Linked DNA regions of Siniperca chuatsi: region 1 is linked to region 2. Evidence: chromatin contacts called from public Hi-C data. All regions are on one chromosome and are shown on one strand. The core of a region is the stretch at or near the end of the contact, and the rest is flanking DNA. Distances in the headings are between cores, read along the strand shown.

Region 1 (7,066 bases), core at 3,403-5,902, 73 kb after region 2:
TAGGCCTGGAGGAGGTTTGTGAGGCCAGGTCAGACAATGTGTGCTGAGACATTCCGATGGACCACTTTCAGACTGAAAGGGGAGGCGGATAGAGCTGCTGGTTGTAGTAGTATGACATGGAGGGAAAAACAAAGATTGGATAGAACACAAATAGAGAAACCAATATTTATGACTTTGTCTACTAAATTGGTTTGCCCTGACAAAAGATCACTGGTACGCACTGAACAATATCTCGGTTTTTACTTGTTTGATTGATATCATTTGTTAAATATAGCACATCCTAGAAATTCACTTACTCTACACTGCATTTTTTGACTTCTTAAGGCTGTGGTCTTTCAGAATGTATGTTTTTATCACACAATTATTTATTTATTTATATTGCACAACAATATGGACACAAAGGTAAAAAAAATCACTTTTAAAACCTGGGCATGCTACAAAACAGTGCTGTATATAATGTATACATAAGGTAGCTTAATACTGTCATGATTGTTAGACAGCACGTGCTCTTGGGCACTTTATTTTGAAACCCACTGTTAAAATGTTTTATGTATGTGTGTGTATCAGGTGGACCAGAGCAGCCAGGGCGACCAGGGAGTCGAGGTTATCTGCACTCCCCTTCTCCCTCTCTCAGGACGCAGGATGTAGTGGTTCAGCAGCGGCCTAGTATCTTCCAGGGCAAGAGTGTCATCACCTCTCTAATGCAAGTCTTAACCTATTCTAACTCTGCATTTACATCAGCTCACTTACACTCTTTTGTTCTGTGTGTGTCTGTTCAAGTATGTGTGGGGTTTTGTCCTCAATTTGTATATATATGTTTAAATTTTGGCCAGCTGTGTGTGTGTCTCAAATATCTCTAGTTTATATAAAAAATCTGGACAGTAGACTTCAGATGCATTAGTCGGACAAACCACGTCTTTTAACTGAACCCATCCTTCAGGAAATATGGTTGATGCTTTCATCTCTTTATTTCCTCTTCAGGCCCCATTCAGCAGCAGCGACAGCAGCAGCTCAGAGTAGCTCTCGCTACAATACTGCAGCTGATGCCCTGGCTGCTCTGGTGGACGCTGCAGTCTCTGCCCCGCAGATGGATGTGGCCAAGGTGAAGGAGAGCAAACATGAACGGGATGATGACATGTCCTCGTCGGCTGCAGCTCGGCGAGCAGCTAGCCTCTCCGAACAGCAGCAGCAGGAGGCAGAAAGACGATCCATGCAGTCACCATATGGTGGTATGTCTCTGCCAGGGGGTAAGCCCCATTCAGCTTACTCTGAGGGCCCTGGAGTCGGGGGTAAGGATAAGAGCCCTCAAACCTCAAAGTCCCGCATTGAAGAGGAGCTTCGGACTCGTGGAAAGACAACTATAACAGCCGCTAACTTCATTGATGTCATCATCACACGGCAGATAGCCTCGGACAAAGACTCACGAGAGCGAGGCTCTCAGAGCTCTGACTCCTCTAGCAGTTGTGAGTGTGTTGGAAACACGTGGAGATAGCTGAGATTATTCAAACTGCACGTTAAGTGCACTGTGAGACAGCGACACCATCAGTTAGCTGAGTGGACAAGCACACCAGTTAAACCTTAAATGTCATCTTTTTCTTAGAGTAGAACATGACCAAACCTTAATATTCTGTCCTTTGCTTAGCATAAATAGTAACTCTTTGTCCATACTTGTCTTGCAGTGTCATCCAGTCGATATGACAACACTGGTGGAGGAGCCATTGAGGTGATTAGTCCTGCTAGTTCCCCAGTCCAACCCCAACAGGACAAACCAGAAGAAGGGCAACAACAGGCATCTGGTATGAACACAACAATTGTTTGTTCAAAGATTGTTTCAAGATTTTGTGCTTCAGGTCAAAGTTGAAATATAATAGATTTGGCTGTGAAAGCTAAATTTAGCTCCTAGTCAAGTGGAGTAAACATACCATAGCTTGAATGACTTAACCCAGTGATCTTGTCATTTGATACTGTCAGACACCTCTGCACCAGTCTCGTCACCAGACTAAACTTGAAGTTATTCCTGTCACCTGCAAACAAATGTAGATCAGTTGCTACGCTCTGTCCCTGGTCAACCTTCACCAGCTGGCATGCGGGCCTACGACATGAGTCGTTACCGGCCGTCAGGGGAGCAAGCACAGCCCAGTGCCCAGCAGCCCCCCTCCTCCCAGGCTGACAGCTACTCCCAGGTCCCCAAGACTCACCGGGTTATGACCTTGGCAGACCACATTTCGGTAAAAAATGCTGGAGATTCTGAAAAAGCAATGCAGCACATACCAGATTTACCATGTGCATCAACCCAGTATACCTAACTAACCTGGTTTTGTGGTCATTCTCTGTCATGCAGCATATCATAACCCAGGACTTCGCCCGGAATCAGGACCTTCCTCCAGTCTCCTCTTCGGCTTCAGCCACATTCCAGAGTGTGGTGCCACCCATGTCCTCTTCAGGTCGAGCTAAGGTGCCCAGTCGCTACAGTCCTGAGAATCAGGTCCAGGCCCCACACCACCAGAGACCCTCCAGCAGAGTTTCCCCAGAGAATGCCCCTGACAAGCCCAGAGCCAGGTACCTGGACTGGCCAGTTAACCCTGAAATAATCAGAGTGAGTCTAATTTATTCCTCAACATTTGTCTCTCTCTGCTCTCCGTCTAGGCCTGGTAAATCTCCAGAGCGAGGCAGCAGGCAGATGGAGAACTATGAACCCATCTCTCCACCACAGAGCTACCAAGGCATGGACAAACAGGAGGCTGGCGGGCCTCCACCCCAGAGGCGAGAGGCTGACACCTCCGAGATCAGGTAGAGGATCTCCACAGTTTGGATTTATGACAGTTTGAAGTTTGAAGCTGTCAGCCCAACAAGCCAGTACATTTCTTAATACATCATAAAATGGATTCAGAATTTATATTAAATGTTGCCGGACTATAGTCGCGCACACAATTTAAAGGTTACTTACATCATTCGTTGGTTACAATAAAATGTAGACGAGAGAGAGGGGAGATGATTTTTCTATGTGTATCTTGTAAATGTGTATTGAGATATAAATGTCTTGTCACCTACAATAATGTTGTAAATATTAAATAACCAGTATTTCTACACTTGATCTACACATTGCTAAAGTTAGTCTGTCCTGTTAGTGCCCTGACATTTGATGCTTGACTGTATTAGACTGTAAATCAATTTCTTGTATGGATGCCAGCAGGCAGTGTTCCCCTGTCAGCAGTCGTTTGCATCCCACTGAGGTTGAAAGTGCCTACTGCCAAGTGCTTGTTGCCCCAGTTACCCCATTGCTGTTTGACTCTTTGCCTTTTGTCTGGTTCAAGGAGTGACTCACGATCCCCAGGGAGTGTCAGCTATCTGCCTTCCTTCTTTACCAAGCTGGAGAACACCTCGCCAATGGTGAAATCCAAGAAGCAGGAAATCTTTCGTAAGTTGAACTCCACCTCTGGTGTCGGTGATTCTGATGTTGGTAAGTGGGTCTTCTCTTATACTCTTCCTCTAAACTAACATGCATGCATCAGATGATGGAATGAACTCTGTTAATATGTGTGCATGCAAGACATTCATGTTTAATTCATTTTATAATTTTATAAGCTCATCAAGCATGTGATAACATAAGAACAGCTTGACTTACTGTATCATTTCTTGTCAGACATTTAGATTTTTTCAACAGCTAATAATTGTCTTGCAGGAAATGCGCAACCAGGCACAGAGATTTTCAACTTGCCTGCTGTCACCAGCTCCAGTAAGTAGCAGTGAAACTCGCTCAGACATATCACAGTCCAATCTAGTTGATTTCTCCTTTCTCATTGTATGTTTTGGTGTGTTATGATTTGTAGGCAGCATCAACCCCAGGAATCACTCTTTTAGTGACCCAGCCAGTAACCTGGGCCTGGAGGACATCATCCGCAAAGCATTGATGGGCAACTTGGAGGAGAGACAGGAAGAGCACCAGGGAGGAGTAGGGCCTCAGTGTGCCATCAACAACACACCCGGCACAGGCAGTGACGCCCGCCAGGAGGCCAACCCATCACCCAGTATGGGTAGGCATGAATTACATTCCCAAATTACACATTCAGAAGGGATGATCTTATGTTTAACATGTTGCTAATTTACACATTCTGCCTGTTTTGAATCATCAGGCAAGCAGAAGCAGGGCAAAGCCAACAGCCGGAAATCAAAGTCACCTAACCTGGGTCAGGCCTACGCTGGAGGGGAGCGTCCCTCTTCAGTATCCTCCGTCCACTCCGAGGGAGATTATCACAGACAAGCCCAAGCCCAACCCCAATGGAGCTGGGACGACCGACCCTCATCCACAGGTGAGCTGTCCAGCCTCTGCTGTCAGTGTCTGCAAAAAAAATCTGGTAAAATCAGACAGAAATACCTGGAGCCAGTTCATCCACATTTTTTTTCACTTTCTCTTCTCCTTCTCTGCCCAGGATCCATGCAGTTCCCTTACAACCCGCTGACCATGCGCATACTGAGCAGCACGCCTCCCACCTCCATAGCTTCCCCCGCCATACAGAGCCAGCAGCAGCAGCAGCAGCAGCAGCAGGCACCTACAGCTGGAGCCCCTGTAGGCCAGCAGCGTGTGTGGCAATCTCTGCTGTCAGAGCAATATGAGACCCTGTCTGACAGCGACGACTGAGCCCTGCTCACTACAGCCCCAATAACCAGAAGAGAGGCCTGCACCGAGGCTTGTCTATTCACCCCCCTTTCCCAGAACCAACCTTGCTCACTGGCGAGTATGACAAATAGATGGGGTGGTGTCCTTTTTATTTTTGGTGCTATGGCGCCCTCTGGCTGTTAGCTAAGAGTACAAGCATCAGCCTGTGACAGGCAGGGCTCTCCAGAACAAGACTCGCTTTTGGTCCGGAAGCACTCACCCAGCCTGTCGGGGAAATAAACAAAACTCGACTGAGGGGATGACATGAGCTATAGTGAAGATGAAGAACTTAATATGTAAAAAGAAACAACATAAGAGACTATTTCTGAATTTTGTTTGATTTCTGTAAAGATATACCTTGTCTTTAAGAAAATCATTGTATGTAAATAGAGTAACCTTTTGCAGTGTTTTTCTTAACTTGATTATTTCTTATTTTAATGTCGCTTTTAAATTGATCCACTTTAAATGGGAAGAGTAGGGGTGTAATCTTTAATATCACAGTTGGTCTCTCCCAGTCCACCCCCACCCCACGTCACCTGACACCCACTCTAATGTTTTTACCATAGCGACGCTAAGAGAGACCGGACCTTTGGTTTGTACTTGACCATGAGTGGAGCACAGAGATTGTGCCACCCTGCACACCATCCACCAAGCACCACCAGAGCCTGAACATCATGGACATTCGAGGATGAAAAAAAACAGACTAACATTTCCAACAGCATTGATGTTTGATGCCTGTCTTCGCCACATAGTGGAGATAATGCATGGATTGTAACTATCAGATGGTAGAGGTAACTTCTCACCCCATTCGAGACAGAGAAATGTCTTCACAACAAGTTGAGAACACTGGTGTCATAGCAGGAAGGTGAAAAGTCTGATATAAGCTTAATTTTGCCGGTAAAGATATCCTTATGACTACTCCTAGACCCCCGTCTGAAAAATGAAAGTGAGCCAATGTTTTTATTTTTATTTTTTTCAATAGAGCCATGGTGTGTCACATGTAGCTGTCTCTCTCTGCAGTTTCCAACCTGTCCAGAATGATCTGCTCTGCAACGTTGTCATGGTAAAAAAAAAAGTATGTCAGGTTTTGCCATGCCTTGTGACTTGAGAAAGAAGGCAGCTTTAACTAATTTTCTCAGAGATATACGTTGGTGTTTGGTGTTTGTATTTGTTTCTGTAGTCCCTATCTTTTTTTTTTCTTTTTTTTTGATACTGTCCTGACAAAAATCTGAACTCTGTAAATTGTCTTTCCATTACACAAAAAAGACAAAACTAACCAAACATAAAGAATGGTCTGCACCATTGTTGCACTTTTTTGCTTTTGTAGCTTTTGACAAAAAAAGCATACTACCTGCTGTGTAACTTATTCAACCTCCAGCACAGGAGTATACTAAGATGTGCTTTAAGTTTTTCCCACCACTCACAGAATTCTCTGTTTTCTTGTAGCTGGTACATGATTTTGTAGTGTGACACTTGCATCACAGTTACAGTTTTAAGTGTATGGTACCGTTAAATGTTGAGAAGTTTGCTGTCATGGTGATTCAAAACCGTGACCACTTTATCTCTGCTTTCATTGTGTCAATCAACAGACATAAAGCTTTGAATATGAATTATACTAGGTCAACTTCATAAATGGCAGTAACGTTCCTTTGCAAGTCTTTTTTAGATATGTGAAATAATACCATATTTTGACTCTTTCAGCTTACACTTTGCTCAGTTAACAAATCCATTCTGCTCTAAACTTGACATTTCCTTTGTTCCTTTGATTTTGAATCATTTGTCATAGCACATGTTCAGAATTTTATTTTCAACATCTTTATTATTCATCCTGTTTTAGATGGGATGTTTTGTGTTTACAAAGGCAATGACAAAAAAAAGTTTACAAACTTGAATCTTAAAGAAATCCGACATGAAGCCGAAAAAGAATTGGAGCATCTTTTCAGCTCTTTATCACACACACAGTGGTGACTTTTTTTTTGTCTTTTTGAAATTGAGACTTGAAAACCCGTGTATCCTATGATGTTGAAATGCAATGTTTGTATCGCACAATGTCTCTTAGTAGGCTATTACAAGAGTTCAGACCAATCAAATAAAGTGGATCAGTTCTCCACCACTGAAAAATGTATAGGTCCTTAATAGGTGTGCCATCTATTTATTGACCCCTAGGATTTTCTTCTTGTACTGTAGATTGTGCCCTAGTCATAATTCTCATTGACTCAGGTGTACCAAAACTCTTCAGGTTAATTTTATTTTGTGAATTAATGCAATATAAAATGAAAACATTATGGTGTCAGGAATTGCAATTTGTGGTTTATCCAAAAAGAAAAAAAAATCCCATGTAATATGGGCAAATATGTCTGACATCTCAGGCTTTAATAATGATTCTCAGACTTAAATTGAATGTGAGGT
Region 2 (7,004 bases), core at 558-3,057:
AAAAAAATAATGTAGCTAAACCATTTAGTTTTACTTTAAGATTTAACGTCAATTGAGGCATTGTTAACGTTTGCGACAATTAACGTTACGTTATCTTAAACTAATCTGAAAAAACATGGCACTGGACTAAGAACGTTCACCATATAAATAGTTCAAAATATAATGATAACATAGTTTTAAACAAGATAAAACTTACTGTACTGCAAATATTTAGTATTCTGCTTGCGCAAGATGTCTTCTTGTGAGTTTCCGCTAAAGAACGATACTGCGGCACAGAACAACACTGTATTATATACAGGAGTCTGCATACGTCATCTGTCAATATCCGTCCGCATTTGAAAGTAGTTCTCACTGATCCGAAGCGCGCTGTTTCAATGTACAGTATTCATTTTAACAGTATTATTTTACTTAATAATCCTACGTTTACTCATAAACAATTAGTCAAAAATAGTATTTTTGAAAACGATATTTTGACATATCCTCCGCGGCGGAATAATATCTCTCTGGTTCCAGAATTTGCTAGAACAACCATAGCAACAGGATCCTTCCCCGAGCTTGTGATTGGACTGTACAATTGTTTGTTTGACCAGCGATTGGTTGCTGTGTTACAGTAAGTAATGTTCGATGACAAAATTGCCCTCATGACTATGGGAACAACGACCTATTCAGGAATTATACAAGACCTAAATAGACAAAGTCTTGTGTAATTCTAGGTTATGGCAGTGTAGCCTGCGTATTACACATACATGAACTTTTTCCCATATTCCCTCTTCAATACTACAGAATATCATAACCATTGGTATATTAGGAACTCATCAAGTCTAAATGACTATGCATTTATGTGACACGCAGGAGTGACGTGTACAGACAAGAACTCGCCCTCAAACGTGTCTGCTAACAGATGGAAACGTGCTTGGTAAACATGTGCTACAGCTGTTGAGACAGCAGGGTAAAGTATTTGAGGCCAAGAGGAAGATAACACTGCGAACTGACCTCTTTTACACACCTTATTTCATTCACTGGCAATCCATATCCACATAAGGTTTATTCAAGACTACATTCATAATTTATAGCCAACCTGAACACCACTGCAAAATGTGTGATTTGAGCAGCACACAGTCATGACCACAGGCTGTAATTTATACCAAGGCATAATGGTAAGGTATTTATTCATTGTATTGTCAAAGTCACAGGAAAGGGCTTGATCTTGTTCCCGTGAGCATAAGTCTAACTATGCCTGGCATGATGTCAATGCCCAGGTGATACTGGAAAATTCCGACAAGTTAAACACTGATTAAAGACAAGGATTTTCATTTGGTACAGTGAGTTTTTGTGATATGTCCCTGAATTTACCCAGCTGATTAAACATACTGAATATTTGAAATTTAGGTCAGTGGTCTCCAAAGTTGGTTATGGGAACAAGCACAGGACCCTGGCAAGATAGTGAAAAATTTACAGATTTCTGTATAACTTTATTACTGGCACCTAATAATGGCAACAATGGCAAGTACTGACCAGTGATCTGACTGCCCACTTTTAGCTCCACCATTATTAAAGACAACGGTGGTACTGTAAACTAAATGAAATCAGTCAGTTATATCAAAGAGCAAAACCTCAGATGGAGGTCTGTAGCCTACTGGGATTCTATTTTTGGGGCATAGATATGATACAGCTCAGAGAGTCCTAATTTATGTATTTGGGTCACAACATTCCCTTACCCCACCCCCCAGCACCCTGCCATATGATACCCAACCCGTGATGCACCACGTCAGTGCTTTTCAACACAGAGCTGGGCTTCTGGCTGAACTAGTTCAACCTCTGAGGAATGTGTTTGTGCAAGTCTGCTGTACTTTGCCCTGCCCCTTGCTTGGAATAAATCTGTCCTGTCTCAAAGTGTTCCAGTCTTTTTCAAGCAGGACAAGTGAAAGTGTCTACGGCTGGAGACAAACTTGATGTTGGCTTTTCTTAGAGGTACCCACCTTTAAATTGAATTGACATATTCAATGACCACATCAATAGCTGTGAATGGTTCAAAGGTGTAAATAGCTGAGAGGCTTTTAATGTAAATGTAGCTCTTATCAGTAAAGGACTTTGATTAGGATCATTGTGTTTTCTTCGGCAGGGCGATTGGAACTGTTTTGGGTGGGACATCCAGTTCCACGTCAACAGGTTTCACAACAAACACGTCACACCAGTTTCATCTGAACTTAATGAAAGAGTGTCATTTCATCCCTGTTCTTTTTCTTACCATCTTAGAATACTTAAATATGAACATATGTATTCATCGTGATGGTTTGTTATTTTCATTTTACTTACAGAATGGATCGTGTCAAACATACAGGCGGCTGCCACTGTGGGGCTGTTAGATTTGAAGTCTGGAGTTCCCCAGACCTCCATGTTTTCCACTGCAAGTATGGACATTAGATTCAATGATATTGTCTCATTTTCTTATCTAATAAATGTTTGTATTAGAAAGAAAACAAGAGATGTATGATTTTAAATCTAAACTTTATTGGAATAAAGTATATTCATCCCAAAACTATGATGTTAAAAAGACTTCAAACAATGTTTTGTTGCTTGTAAAAATTTTTGCAAATCAATATAAACTGATTTCTATGTTTCTCCAGCTGTAGCATTTGCACAAAGAAACAAAACCATCATTTCATTGTTCCAAAAAATCACTTCACACTCTTACAGGTAGTAAACTCGAGCAAAAGATATGATACAATTCAACTTAAAAATCACAAGAGCATTTTAAGTATATAATGTTTGTTTTTTTCTTCCCAGGGGTCAGATAATCTGACTACATACACGTTCAACAGTCATGTTGCTAAACACACCTTCTGTAAAACCTGTGGAGTTCAAAGTTTCTACACTCCACGCTCCAACCCTGATGGATATGGTATGGCCCCTAACTGCTGACACAAGACAGTCACACCACTCTTATGTGTTGTAATCTGTTTACTCCAACCAACCCAGTCTGTTCTTTAATGCTCTATATGTATTCTATTTGTAGAAAACAGAAATGTTATGTTCACAATGGGAGATAAATGGTCTATGTTGGATAACAGTCATATCAGGAAACCACCCTTGAAACCTAATATTTTGCATTATTGAGCAATAAAGTCAAGTTGTCAGTGGAATGTGCTGGAGAAGATGGGCTGTTTTGTTCATATGCAAATCAATGAGCTCTCCTCTGTTGCTGTTCTCCCCAGGTGTTGCTGTACACTGTCTGGATCCAGGTACTGTCCGCAGCGTCACAGTGGAGAAGTTTTGTGGGGAGAAGTGGGAAGAAAGCATGCAAGCTCACAACACCATCAGAGACATGTCTAAATGTGCCGCAGACACACAGCCGGGAGAAACTAAATAATAATACAAGAGATACAAGAATCAAACTTCTTTTTAATCAGCAGGATACCAGAAAAACTGTACAGTTTTTTTTTAACAATCTTTGAAATTATAATATAAAAAAAGCTCCTCAACCGATTTAAACCCTAGTGTTGTTTTTAATACAGTGTACTAACTCAAAACAATAAAGAAGTTTCTTTAGCAAAAAGGCATTAGAAGTCTCCGTTATTTCACAATTATTGTCAGCTTTATTTATTGAAAGTGCTTTTGAAAAAAATATTCACGCTACTTTAGCCAATAAAGTGTTAAAGAAATCTTTATTCAACCGTGAGCAAAACGGCTCATCAGATGTGTAAACAGCTACTAAATTCACCCCCACAACAGTAATCAAGTAGTTGGGCAGTGTGACACCTAACAGAGTAACAGTCAGTGCATATGGATCTGGATGAGATAAACTTAATAGATCTTCAGGTTCTTTGGTCCTTGTGGGATAATTTGGAATGTGTTTACGAACATGTACCGGGACAGGGCGATGTAGAGGTAACGAAACCACAGGAGCTGAGTGCGATGACAAAACATGGCTTTCTGAAAAGAAAATAGGGTTGTTTGAGAGGTTATAAAACCTATAACATGATATTGTGAGATCTCAATTAACAGCCAACAGTGGTAAAAATCTCTTAGTATAAATGTATTTATTTCTTTATATAATATTAGCATGATGAAACATAATTTCAATCTTCAACACCTCACTTTGCTGTAGCGTCTTTTTATAAACCTCATCTCCACTCTTGCTTTTTTAGCACATATACTGTATATACCCTTGTTACAATGTGCTAAAAACACATGTGCCCTCTAATAGTAGAAAGTGACACATCTTGCCAACAAACTGTCTATTTCGAGGCTTACTTTGGCTTGCCTGTAGCCCCGTGAGCCTATAATACAGCGGAGACATGAGGGCAGCAGCCAGCTGAGGGGAAGGTCCAGGAAAGACATGTACTTCCTGAGGAGGCCAACAGTCACCAGGGAGAGCAAACAGCAGTCTGGGAGAACAGACAGAGACCCAGTTAAGCTGTTAATATGTTAAATGCTCACTAAAGGCGGTTAGCTAGGCCATTCTCTCAGGTTGCTCTGTTTTACATGTTTTTATTGTAAGGCAACCTCATGTCAGTAACATAACAATGTAACACAATGCTTATTTTTTTTTACACTTAGGCTGTTCCTCCTGTGTAGCACTTGTGTTGTGTGACTTGAGAATATGAGAACGACTGCGACTCCTGTATGGGAGTTGAAGTACTTATGTGACATATTAGTATACTAAGGAAAACATAGAAAAACAACAACAAAAATATCACATTATATTACAGAGCACAGATTGTCAATATGGTATTGAAATTTTCAACTGTAACCCCTGAAATGCAGCAGGAGTTTGTTGGGCACAAGAGGGTTAAAGCTGTTGGTAGTGAGCAGCGAGTCTTACTGTACAGCCAAGTGAAGAGGCTTAATGCAATCACATTGGGCCTAATTCTCTCCCGCCTCCCCTAGAGGCTACAGTAAGGCCAGTCAAACAGGTGAGGTGTAAATGTCTGGTAATAAATAACCAGAGAGCATGATTAATGACACACGTGCTGTTTTTAAGATTGCTTACTGCAGGCTAACAAAGCCAAGGCAGAGTGAAGTCATTTTGTTCCAAATAAAGTGTGTGTTTGCTGTGGCCTCAGGACTGAGATGATAATGTCTTCCTGCCATTCACCAACAAAGTTCGACCGTTGAGATCTCATGTATGATCAACTACATGGGCCTGCTATGCTTGTTTCTTATCATGCCGTCTACTCAAAAATGAATGTGGGTGTGCTCTGTGGGCCTACCAAGCAAAGTAATGAGTTCTCATCCTGTTGTAACATGTCGCCCCTTCTCTGTCCTACATTTCCTTTCACATTCTGTTTAAGAAATTCCCCATGAGCATCATCATAAGACCTTTCAGAAGAAACCAAAAGTAAAAATTCAGTCTGTCTGGGTTGAAATTAAAAGACAGCCTGGCCAGTAAAGATGTGAAGAGACAGACACACTGAATTTAACATCTGCCAACAACACAGAGTTTGAAACTATGAACATCTGGAATGAAACCATCATACGTAGTTTGAGGGCACGCAGTTGGAAAAACATACATTTGCATTGCAACTGGTGTTTCTGATATCCAACTGGCCTCATGCTGCCACCAGCAGACCAAAATGTATAGAGACACAAGACTCATGCAACCCTTTTGAACAGAAGAGGGCGCTGTACATTAACAAAATACAGAGACTGAGCCAGTGTTTACAGCGCTTTCCAGGGTTCTCAATGTGGAAAATGCAGACTGGAGAGGTGGTGCCTCTCATGTGAGCAAGTCATTTCTGTTAATGTAAAGCGCTACTTAAAGCTTAATAATTAATACAGCTTTTGTGTGGGCATGTGTACCCTGTGTCATCGTACTTCACATATCCAGTTGAAAAACTGGGATTAAGTTCCTTGCTCAAGAATTTTACTTTTAAAGACTACTTTTCTGAGAGTGACCAGTAAATCCGACCCGTGATACTTTGGTCATAAATTCTGAAAATATTAACCTCAAACCTACCGTTGGGTACTTGTCCAGTGTAAGCGACATGGCTGCAAGTGAAGAAAAGAACAATGTTACCCACTGAAAATGTCAAACATTGTTGTCAAAGAGATGATACACCTTACAGACAGGGTTTGTGTTGGCAACAAAATATAGCCACAGTGTGATGTTTCTACTTGCCAATATGTAACTGAGATTAGAGTTTTGGTTACATTGATTATAACACAAATGAGTAACAAATCAATGACTGCAAGCCTACAGAAAAGGCTGCAGTGCCGCAGCCAAGCTACTGCTAAATATCTACCATTATGTGTGTTTTGGGTCATGTATAGAGTGCTGGAGGTTTTTTTTTCCAGTGTAGCAAAAACATGACTCTCCATTTCATATTCTACTGTCCTCCAAACTTGCACTTCTATATGCAATAGCTGTTAATATGTTGACAAAAACAAAACCCAACAACAAACCATTGAGATTTAGAGCTATGTGAAACTAGTGCACATCCCCTCTGGGTTCCAGCCTAATAGGAATCATGAGATGTGATTTGGAGAGTTCACATCTTATCAACAGATGAGGCCCACAGATTGAAAAGGGAGCCATATAGGCTCAGTGAGGGAAAATACCATGACTATTGAGGTATCAGTGCAATATGGGGCAACAAATACTTCACAGTGCAAAACAATTTTTTTTTTTTTTAAACCAACTGATGCAACTTGCTCGGTTGGCCTCTCCAAACCAGAGCTGCCCTCCCACCTCACCACTTCAGGGACAGGATTTACTGCTGGTCTCTGGGAGCAAAGCCGAGTGCCTCTGAGGACTCTGTTTGGATGACCTCTCAGCTATGTAACAGACCAATTCTGAAAAACATGGTTTGTGTGTGTGTGTCTTTGTGGGGAAACATTTGGAAAGATGGATGCATTTTCTTGGACGGTGTTTTATGATTGTGGAGTAGGCTGGTTTCTGTGTGAATGTGTAAGCCACATAATATCCAAGAGGATGGGATCTTTAAGTTGAGGGACTCAAAAAAACAAAACAAAAACACAAACATTGTTTTTTTGTGTGATGC

What was found. Hi-C and Micro-C count contacts between places; a contact is called where the count stands out from the background.
Region 1: a contact with region 2 is called in a Hi-C map of liver, with 2.6 times the contacts expected there. The contact joins the enhancer-like site here to the promoter of cenpv in region 2. A contact is called at or near these places in 2 of 3 Hi-C or Micro-C datasets (liver and skeletal muscle).

What each region holds. Positions count from the first base shown.
Region 1 is chrLG14:7,153,444-7,160,509 of ASM2008510v1, forward strand. It overlaps ncor1 (nuclear receptor corepressor 1), which reads left to right. Exons shown (of 46, transcript XM_044222113.1): 36 at 568-703; 37 at 982-1,229; 38 at 1,680-1,796; 39 at 2,041-2,228; 40 at 2,342-2,559; 41 at 2,647-2,790; 42 at 3,315-3,460; 43 at 3,683-3,736; 44 at 3,831-4,034; 45 at 4,134-4,310; 46 at 4,431-6,782. The coding sequence ends at 4,639. Among protein-coding and RNA genes, the nearest start is that of zswim7, 5.5 kb to the right of the region's middle. Within about 2 kb of position 4,653, the one cell type or tissue checked has an H3K27ac peak away from gene starts, as active enhancers do. A contact at or near this core is called in liver, where this site is marked.
Region 2 is chrLG14:7,083,556-7,090,559 of ASM2008510v1, forward strand. cenpv (centromere protein V) reads left to right here and starts at 1,808. Exons shown (of 5, transcript XM_044222127.1): 1 at 1,808-1,971; 2 at 2,123-2,411; 3 at 2,628-2,697; 4 at 2,788-2,902; 5 at 3,216-3,556. The coding sequence starts at 2,290. The coding sequence ends at 3,370. It overlaps ubb (polyubiquitin-B), which reads right to left and starts at 508. Exons shown (of 3, transcript XM_044222124.1): 1 at 197-508. The coding sequence starts at 308. pigl (N-acetylglucosaminyl-phosphatidylinositol de-N-acetylase) reads right to left here. Exons shown (of 7, transcript XM_044222122.1): 5 at 5,960-5,991; 6 at 4,255-4,388; 7 at 3,383-3,933. The coding sequence ends at 3,805.